2 separate regions of the Mus musculus genome follow, and region 1 is linked to region 2. A link is a contact called in public Hi-C data. All regions are on one chromosome and are shown on one strand. Each heading gives the region's core, a stretch centred on a gene start, on an enhancer-like site or on the middle of the called end of the contact. The rest is flanking DNA. Distances are from core to core; before and after follow the strand shown. Region 1 holds the start of Sertad1 (SERTA domain containing 1). Region 2 holds the start of Opa3 (optic atrophy 3).

Evidence for each region. Hi-C and Micro-C count contacts between places; a contact is called where the count stands out from the background.
Region 1: a Hi-C map of B cells shows a contact between it and region 2, with 6 read pairs. The contact joins the promoter of Sertad1 here to the promoter of Opa3 in region 2. A contact is called at or near these places in 1 of 484 Hi-C or Micro-C datasets (B cells), 1 of 115 datasets of contacts at active chromatin or transcription factors (embryonic stem cells) and 1 of 9 other capture datasets (pancreatic islet).

What each region holds. Positions count from the first base shown.
Region 1 is chr7:27,483,560-27,488,730 of GRCm38.p6, reverse strand. Sertad1 (SERTA domain containing 1) reads right to left here and starts at 1,778. Exons shown (of 2, transcript NM_018820.4): 1 at 1,653-1,778. Gm38972 (a long non-coding RNA gene) reads left to right here and starts at 1,771. Exons shown (of 5, transcript XR_881906.2): 1 at 1,771-2,006; 2 at 4,316-4,438; 3 at 4,697-4,812.
Region 2 is chr7:19,225,539-19,230,607 of GRCm38.p6, reverse strand. Opa3 (optic atrophy 3) reads right to left here and starts at 2,219. Exons shown (of 2, transcript NM_207525.3): 1 at 2,024-2,219. The coding sequence starts at 2,165.

The sequences.
Region 1 (5,171 bases), core at 529-3,028, 8.3 Mb before region 2:
CCAGCTGCTGGAATCCCTGGAGCTGATTTTAAAGTAACTGTACGCCATCAGATGTGAGTACTGGGAACTGAAATCAGGTCCTTTGTAGGAACAGCAAGCTCTAAAACCACATCACTAGTTCTTATTTATAAGCACTCTTTGGTTTTGCTCTTTTGAGACAGGGCCCCACACTGTAGTCCGGGCTGACCAGCCATTCCAGGCAATCCTCCTGTCTCAGTCTCCCAAGGGGTTAGGATTACAGGTGTGTTCCATTCCTTGATTACAAATACAGCCATCTTACACAGTTCAATACAGAGTATCTGCTATGCATGGAACTCTATGGTCAAATGTACAGAAAGTGGTAGGAAGATGCCATCCTGGGAGGTAGTCAAGGCAGGTTTTTCTAAGAAAGATAAGTACATTGAAGCTGAGTCCTGCTGTTTGCACTGTAGGCTATGGAGAAGCAGGGCCAGGCTTTCCTGAAAGAGCCAAAGGAAGACAGAGAGAGGTAAACCTGAACTGGGGAGTTTAAAAAAAAAAAAAAAAAGAAGGCCACCACACACTAGGAGCAGGCGCAGAGAGTGTGACACAGTAGGAGTCCCGGTGGGGGTGGGGAGCAAGCAGGAGGAGGCGCGGGCAGGAATAGGAGGCTTGGATTTTCAGAGTGTCAGGACAGAGTCATGGAGGGTAGGGTCTAGGCAGGAAGATGAATGGTGACGTTAGTTGGCAAGGTCTCTAGAGGATCCCCGGTAGCTGCTGCCTGGGGAAAGATCGGTGGCGGGGCAGCATCATGTGTGTGTGTGTGTGTGTGTGTGTGTGTGTGTGTGTGTGTGTGTGTAGGTTTGGAGATAGAAGTGGGCCTGAACTGCCTGCCTTCCGACTGCTGTACTCACTGGGATGCTGGCCGCTTGGGTTTAAAGCCTAAGCTGTTAGTAGTCACTCAAGGAAGTAAGGGTCCCGAACTTATTGAGGAAAGAGAGAGACAAGGGAAACCCTGAAGGGCCGCGGGAGTAAGTCATTGACAGAAGTTTGAAAATCGGTACTTTCTTCCAAGAGGACTAGAGTTTGAAGCCCCTAGCCTAATCTAACGGGGGCATAAAGGCCGCAGGGTCTCAGTCCCGGGGACGCTGCCTAGACCTAGCAAGACACTAAAAATCCAGTCTTTGCCCTTTTCGCTGAAGACCCGGGAGCCGGGAACCGCAGGAATTCAGCCCCCACCCCGACTCCGCCCCCCCGAGTCCCGGCGCCCCCTAGCGGTACTCCAACCTGGGCTCCCCCGGGGACTCCGGCCCCAGTGACCCCGGGATCCTTTAGATTCCCCAGGGTACCGCCTGTCCCTCCCGGGCCACAGCGAGCCGCGACCCCCGCGGGCCGCTCAGTGAGCCCGGCCTTCCCTCGCTTCCGGAAGGCAGCGGAGGCGGCTCCTCCCGGAGCGGCGGCGGCGGGGGCGGGTGAGTCACGCAGCCGGAGCCAGGGAGCCGGCGCCTCCGCCCCCTTCTCGGGCTCCGACGTGATTCACCCAGCCCGGCCCGGGCGGGCGACACATACAGGCCCTGGGCGCTCGATCCCGGTCAGCCCCGGCCACCATCTACCTAGCTGAGGTATCGAACACCCTAAAGAACCCGGCCCCCCGTACCCCCGTCTTTCCCCACCAGGCCCCTTCATTTACATACACAGATCACTCGCGGCCAATCAGAACGAAGAGGGAGCCACACGCAGCCAATCAGGAAGCGGCTGCCGTAGCATCGCTAGCTTGTTCTGCTCCAGCAACCGACACCTGGGACGGTAGGCGCAGTTCTGACTCCGGCGCACGACTCCAGACACTCGACTATCCCTAGTTCCCGCCCACTCGCGTGGCAGCCCCGCCCTGCAGCTCAGGGATCGGCTCTCGTTGGTGGTGGTGGGCGGAGCCTGAGCGGGGCCGTTCCAGAAGGAGGGGGGAGGTTGTCCCTAAAGCGCATGCCCAGGAGGACTGCCTGAGCGAAGGGACAGCTCTGGTAGCGATTTCCCTTGTGGGGCGATGACAGGTAGGGGTTTTGTACTTTAAAAAGTACAGGCCTGTCACTTCATGTGTTATTTTAGAAAACTGTATGACTTCTGGAAGAGGACCTACTTCTTGAGAGTTACAAAATTAACAGTTTTCTCAGTAGGGCTTAGGATACTGGACTCAATACAGTGAGACAACTGGATTCTACTATGATTAAAGACGGGAGTAAGGGGGGGACGGAACGACACCAGAGTCACGTCCTGGGCATCAGTTCCGGAGGAGCTGTGTGACTTTGGGCAGCAGTTTAAGTCCCTGAAAATAATTTCCTGCGGGGCGTGGTTGTTCACACCCATAACCCCAGTATGGGAAAACTAAAGTATGGGGGATTGCTTTGAGTTTGCAGCCGGACTACTTAGTGGATTTGAATCCAGCCTGGACCTCAGAGTGAGATCCTGTCTTAAAACAAAACAAAACAAAACAAAACAAACTAGCAAAAAAAACCGACGAACTTTTTTTTTTTTTTTTTTTTTTTTTTGCGACAGTTTCACTAACTTGCCCAAGTTAGCCTGGGAAACAGAGCAACCAACCCTCCTCAGCCTGTCAGTGACTGGAACCAGAGACTTATGCCACACCTAATATTCTTTTTTTTTTTTTTTTTGGTTGTTTGGTTAGTTGGGTTTTAGTTTAGTTTTTGTGTATGTTTTTGTTTGTCTCTTTGTCTTGGTTTTGGGTTTTCGTTTATTTTGAGACAGGGTTTTTCTGGGCAACAGCCATGATTGTCCTGTAACTCAATCTATAGACCAGGCGGCCTCTAACTCAGAGATTCACTAACCTCTGCCTCCTGAGAGCTGGGGTTAAAGGCCTGCGCTCCACACCTGGCCTTCAGCTATTCTTAAAATATGTTTGGAAAGGTACAGTTTAGTGAAAGAGTGCTTGCCTCACATTTCAGCATGTTAAACACCTGCACTTGGTTACAGCACTGAAAAATAAAATAAAGTAAAATAGCCTGATGATTTACTAAGAGTAGAACATTAAGGGCTGGAGAGGTGGCTCAGTGGCTAAGAGTACTTGTTGCTCTTGCAGAGGACCAGGCTCGGCTCCTGGTTCAGGTTCAGTTCAGCACCCACATGGCAGCTCATGACTGCCTATAACTGTAGTTTTAGAAGATCCAACACCCTATTCTGACTTTCTCAGTCACTCGATACACGTACTACATAAACAGCCAAACAAGCACAAACACAAATCCAAACAGTAGAATGCTGGGCTGAGGAGGTGGCTCAGTGGGTAAAGACACTGGTGCTGCTAAGTGACAAGCTGAGTTCTGTCTCCAGGGCTACAGAGAAACCATGTGTGGAGAAACAAACAAACAAACAGTCAATCAACAAAGAGCTAGTCTGTGAAGCTGGAGAGGTGGTTAAACTGTTAAGACTACTGTCTGGTCTTCCAGAAGACATGGGTTTGATTCCTAGCACCTACATAGGAGTCCCAACAATATAATTCCAGATGCCCTATTCTGGCTTTTGTGGGTTCCAGGCACATATGTGGTACATAGGCAGACATGTAGGTAAAACACCTATGTATACAAAGTAAGATAAATCTTCATGTGGTTGCTGGGATTTGAACTCTGGACCTTCGGAAGAGCAGTCGGGTGCTCTCACCCACTGAGCCATCTCACCAGCCCCCTAAGATAAATCTTTTAGAAGATCTATTATGTAACCAATAAAGGTTCAAGCACTATCTTCTATTTAACTTTTTTTTTTTTTTTTCTGAGGCAGGGTTTCTCTGTGGAGCCCTGGCTGTCCTGGAACTCACTCTGTAGACCAGGCTGGCCTCGAACTCAGAAATCCGCTTGCCTCTGCCTCCCAAATGCTGGGATTAAAGGTGTGAGCCACCACTGCCTGGCTCTATTTAACTATTTTTATTTTATGTGCATTGGTGTTTTGCCTGCATGTATGTCTATCTATGTGAGGGTTAAGGACAGGTGTGAACTGAACCCAGATCTTCTGGGAGAGCAGTCAGTGCTCCTAACCAGTAAGCCTTCTCTTCAATCCTTAAGCCTTATCTTTCTTTAGAAAACAAACTAAACTGGGTGTGGTGGCGAATACCTTTAAACCCAGCATTTGGGAAGCAGGGATATGCAGATTTCTGTGAGTTCAAGGACAGCCTGGTCTTCAGAGTTAGTTGCAGTACAACACAGAGAAACTCTGTCTTAAAAATAAATAAATGAAATAAAAATAAAAAAAGAGAATAGTAGTTGCTTGTTGGCCTTTGGTTTAATGTGAAAAGAGGATAACAATTCTAATTGGAGTCGGGATCCTGGTAGGTAAAGGCACATAATTCTCTCCACAGTCTATTCTATGGCCTGACCAATAACAGAGGCTTAGGAAGAGCTCAGCACTCAGCATGGTGGCTGTCATGACTCCTGTCATCCCAGCATGTACAAGGCAGAGGCAAGAGAATCGGGAGTTCAAGGTTAGCGTGTGCTTTATAGCAGCACAAAGGTGTTTTTAATTAATAGTAATAAAAATAATAAAATATTTAAAAAACACAGCTGAGAGTCTGCTCACAGTTCAAGTGGCTCACTACAGACCACATACTGAACAGCTAGTGGGACCTGTGGAGATCTGAACATACTTAGCCCAGGGAGTGGCATGATTAGGAGATGTGGCCTTGTGGGAGGAAGTGTGTCACTATGGGGGTGGGCTTTGAGGCCCTTCTCTTGTTACCTAGAAGACAGGCTGCCTTTGTGTCAAGATGTAGAACTCTCAGCTCCTTCTCTAGCACTATGCCTGCCTGGATGCTGCCCTGTTCTCACCTCGATGATCCTGGACTGAACCACTGAACGGGTAAGCCAGCCCCAAGCAAATGTCCTTTATAAGAGTTGCCTCGGGGGCTGGCGAGATGGCTCAGAGGTTAAGAGCGCCGACTGCTCTTCCGAAGTTCCCGAGTTCAAATCCCAGCAACCACATGGTGGCTCACAACCATCAGTAACGAAATCTGATGCCTTCTTCTGGAGTATCTGAGGACAGCTACAGTGTACTTGCATATAATAAGTAAATAAATCTTTAAAAAAAAAAAAGAGTTGCCTCGGGCCGGGTGGTGGTGGCACACGCCTTTAATCCCAGCACTCAGGAGGCAGAGGCAGGCGGATTTCTGAGTTCAAGGCCAGCCTGGTCTACAAAGTGAGTTCCAGGACAGCCAGGGC
Region 2 (5,069 bases), core at 970-3,469:
ACAGACTGGACCACAGTAGGCAGGCACTAACTGCTCCTGTCTCTCCATAGCCTCTGTACAGAACTGGAAACAGAGGCTCAGGTGGGTTATGTTCCCCTGCCCAAAGTCATCATTGAAGGGGCAGGGTAAAGCCGTTCCCTAAACCACAAAGCTAAGACTAGTCCCAGGACTTGGAAGAAAAGCAGGAAGCTGAACAGGCCAGGAGGTCCAGAGTCCACAGCTAGGCTCTGGCACAAGCCTCTACCATGATGAACTGACTGTAATGGAGTGTGATCTTGGAGAGTGACCAAATTCCTGCCTGCGATGGCTTACTTTTTTCTTCTATAAATTTAAGTTGTCATCCCTGGTTTGTGTCCTGCAGATCTTGGAACTCACTTTATAAGTAAAGATACTTCATAACTTGCACTGACTCTCCTGCCTCTGCCTTCCAAGTGCTGAGATTGACAAACATATGGGACCAGTTTGTTTGTTTGTTTTGTTTTGTAGCCAGGGTTTCTCTGTGTAACAGCCCTAGCTGTCCTATAACTCACTCTGTGGATCAGGCTGGCCTTGAACTCAGAGATCTGAGATCTACCTGCCTCTGCTTCCCAAGTGCTGGGATTAAAGGCGTACACCACCATGACAGGCTGGTTTGTCTGTTTAGTTATTTATTTATCTTTGGTTTTGAGACAAGGTCTCATGTAGCCCAGACTGAACTCAATCAGGTATCTTAAGGTAGCTGACCTGTTCCTATTGTCTCAACCTCCCAAACACTGGGATGTGAGTCTATACCATCATTTCTTGCTTCAAAATCCCAAAATTTCCACTGCAAGACCTTTGGCCCAGGCAGAAGCTCCACCAAAACCCAAAATGACCAAGAATCTTATTAAACACACATGTGGAGGAGAAAAGTCAAGGGTCCCCTTAGTGCCTATGTTCCACCCTTGGAGCCAACAATGTCCCTCAGTGGTCTGGTGAGATTCTCCTCACCCTTCAGTCTCAGTTGGAATATTCCCTCTACCCGGAAGTGCTCTTTGTACTCTATGTCAGGTCAGGTACCTAGTGGGCTCTGCCATCCCATCTAGATTGTCACTGTATGAGTCTTGGTTCGACAGACTGGTACTGGCGTAGATAGACCCTGTTGTTTTATAAGCAGGGTCAGCTCAAAACAAACACTCATCATATCATTTATAAGCTACATGGGGCGTTGGACAAACATGAACGGTAGTTCTCGGTAAATTACAAAGACTTCCCCCTCGTCTCTGCTTTACAGAGATCAGTCTTTTCTAGGAGCACACATCTGGTGCGTTTGCGAAGCAAGTGAGGTCTTTGCTCAGGAGACTCCCTTGGCTCACCCGGCTGCTCTAAACTCGAGTCTGCCTACAGTTCCTGACATAATGCGGACATATTAGGACCGTATCTTTCCCAGTGTCGGGCTAAGAAGCCTGCACGGTGCGGCTACCGAACGAAAAGGATCGGTGTGAGGAAACTCATAAATAAACGGAAGGACGCCCATTCTGGGTTCATCCTTTTGCCAGGTCGCAAGATTCCAACACTATCACGACCCTAACTCAGTGTAAAACTAACGCACAAGCTCTGTGCTCTAAACCCAGGGTGATACGCAAATCACCCACAGGGCCGAAGGGAAACTGAGGGACAAACTGGGGTTTCTGTAGTCAAGTGTCTCTCTTAAGGATGGCTCCGAAGCGGATCGCTAAGGGGACTTCTTCTCGGTCCCGCCCCTAACTTCTGACAATAAGCTCCACCCTGGTGTTTCTCACACCTCATCCTATTGGCTGGTGTAGACGTCAACCGCCAGAAGCCCTCTTCTCTATTGGCTTGCATTCCAAACTCGCGCGGTGACGCCCCTGACTGCTCTCCCTTCTTCCCTATTGGGTCAGTGACACGCCCCTCTAGCAGAAGCCATCCTCATTGGCTATAGCGTTTTGCCGGTTCGCGCCGGGATTGGTCAAGCACAGACGCCGTTCCCCTGAACTAGAAAGATCGGGAATGGAAGGGCTAGAGGCCTTGGGGTGAGACTCACGCTGGGCTGGCGGTAGGCAGATGTAGGTCTTGAAGAACTCGCTGCGGCGGGCAGCATCCTTGATACGGTTGGCCAGCGGCTTGCTAACCTGCCGGATGCCCAAGTAGAACAGCTTCGCCATGGGGAACGCGCCCACCACCATCTCGGCGGCCGCCCTGGGGCACGCGCAACCTTGCTGACTGGGCGGGGCGCCGCCGACCTCGCCGTTCCTCCCCCACCCGCCCGTGGGCCGTGCGTGCTTGCGTAAGGAAGGACTTGCCTACGTGCCTACGTAGGAGCGTGCGTTTGCACGCTCGCGGCGGAGGTGGTGGGGAGGGTGTTTGTCTGCTGGGGGGGGGGCGGGCGCTCGTGACGTCGCCGCGTCGACGCCTCGACGTCCGTACGTTGGGTATGCAAATGTGCGGCGGAAGTGAAGCGTCAGAGGGCGGTGCCGTTAAACGGCCGCTCGTGGGAGCGTGGCCGGAGCCCTAGTCCCGACGTACTGACGTCACCGCGTCTTGCGTGATGTCACGTACTGAGTCGATTTCCCTGCCCATAGGAGGCGCCTGGTGAGTCCCAATTAAGTCTAAAGAGTCGGGGTGCGCCTTCCCGGCGGTTAGTGCCCTCGCCGGGGAGGGGAGCGAGTCAGCGCGTAGTCATACAGACCTGCCGCTTTACTCACTCTCTGAAGTTGGAGGAGTGACTCAACCCTTCAGGAAATCGGTTCGTTCTTTTTTTGTTGTTGTTTTTTTTCCCCTAATTGTTTTTAAAAGCCGGTCTCGTGTAACCCAGCCTGGCTCCGAACTCAATGTGTAGCCTACGCTGTCCTTGGAACTCCTGATCCTCCTGTGTCTGTGCCGCAGTGCGGTGCTGGGATCACAGCCCTGCGCTACACGGCCCAGCATTGATGTCAGCATCCCCGTGAGCAAAATGTCACACATAACAGTACCTGTCTTGTGTTTTCTGTGTTGTGAGGCTTGTGTCTCTGAACCCCAAGGCATTTCCCATCTTAGGAGGGGGGCTCCACCACTGAGCAAAAGACTCCAGCTCCTCCCAGGGGGGAGGGGGTTAGGCGGTGACTCTATCGCTGCGCCATGCTCACTGAGTGGCTCTACTAGTCAGCTTTGTGTGTGAATCCTGAATGTAAAACACAGGAAGTAACTACATGTAGAGCATGTCCCGCAAAGCCCAAATGTGCACTACAGCTAATCCATCCTTTTCCCAAGTAACCGAGTGAAAGACTGAGGGTCCCATAAGAACGGGGTGACACGGGGCTTCTCAGCCACCACATTGCCTAATATCACTGGTTCTCAAGCAGCCTGACTTCCTCCTTTGGAGGGTAAGGGTCCCCAGGGAGCTGGCTCAGGAAGGAACTTTAAGGACATGTCCCAGACTGTCCTCCCTTACCCAGCAGGGAGCAAAATCATATAAACAAAGTCAAGACTTAGTTGAGAGAAATTCCTGGATGGTGGCGTGAGGATGGGTAGTTGGGGACGGGAAGGGACCGGAAGGCAAAGGAGCAGAGGGGTCGTGGCTATCAAGAGAAAAAACTGGTGACACATAGCCAAGGGACCCCGGACTTTCCCATCAGTGCCTTTGGTCAAGTCCTCGCATCAGGGGACCCGTGCTTCATTTATATTGGTGGCAGCTGGGCCTGGTGTCACACAGCTGTCATGGAAGCACTCAGGAAGCTGAAGCAGGAGGATGGAATGTTCTAGGTCAGCCTGGACTACATAATGAATTCAAGGTCAGCCTGGGCAACTTAGTGAGTCCTGACTCAAAATAAAATGTACAAAAATAAAATAAGATGTCCATCAAAGAGGCAAAGTGTAGCTGTGTTTGGTAAAAGCTCCTGCCTAGCTTTTATAAGACCCTGGGTTCGATGTCCACTACTGGGAAGAAATCAGGAGGGCTGGAGAGATGGCTTAGTGGTTAAGAGCACTGACTGCTCTTCTGAAGGTCCTGAGTTCAAATCCCAGCAACCACATGGTGGCTCACAACCACCCATAATGAGATCTGATGCCCCCTTCTGGTGTGTCTGAAGACAGCTACAGTGTACTTACATGTAATAATAAATAAATCTTTAAAAAAAAATCAGGAAGAGCATATGTGACCTTGACATCTAAATTATTAAGAATGTCCGGATTTTTTTAAAGATTTGTTTGTTTGTTTATTTATTTATTTATTTATTTAATGTGTGAATACATTGTCACTGTCTTCAGACACACCAGAAGAGGTCAATAGATCCCATTACAGATGGTTGTGAGCCACTATGTGGTTGCTGGGAATTGAACTCAGGACCTCTGGAAGAGCAGCTAGTGCTCTGACCGACTGAGCGATCTCTCCAGCCCTGAATGTCCCGAGTGTTGAGAACCACTTTTGCAGGAGTCCTTCTGAAGACGTGTGTCTGGTGAGCTCCATGGTTTCTTTGGACAGCACCTTCCCCTTCACTGTTCATTTTTAGTTATGTGCATATGTGTGTACCTGTGTGTGGGGTATGTGCACATGAGTACTGCCCACAGAGGACAGAAGAGGACGCTGGAGCCCCTAGACCTGGAATCACAGGTATTTGTGAGCCACCTGACATAGTGCTGGGAACAGAACTCAGGTCCTCTGGGAGAGCAGTCCATCTCTTAACCACGGAGCCATGTCTTCAGAGTCGCCACTTCCCATTCTACAGACATCCCAACTGAGGCTCAAGCTTCCACAGGACTCAGGGTGGAGATAACACTTCTTGAGTCGAAGTCCAGGGTCATCTTCTAACCCTGGTGGCCAAAGGACCTCCTAGGGAGTCTAGGATCTCTGGGAAGGCTTTAGGAAACCTCTAAACTGGTATGTAAATCTTCCTTTCTGATTGTGTCCTTAGTTCTCAGAACAGCTTCCAGCACACAGTAGGTGTTCAATACATTTTGTTTGTCTTGCTTTGTTGCAAAGACAGAATCTTGTTATACAACCCAGTTTAGCCTCAAACTTATGGTCCTCTTGCACTGGTCTTGAGGGTTCTGGGGCCTGCACCACCATGCAGAGATGCCTCCATCTCAATCTCCTTCCCAAATCAGTGCTTTCT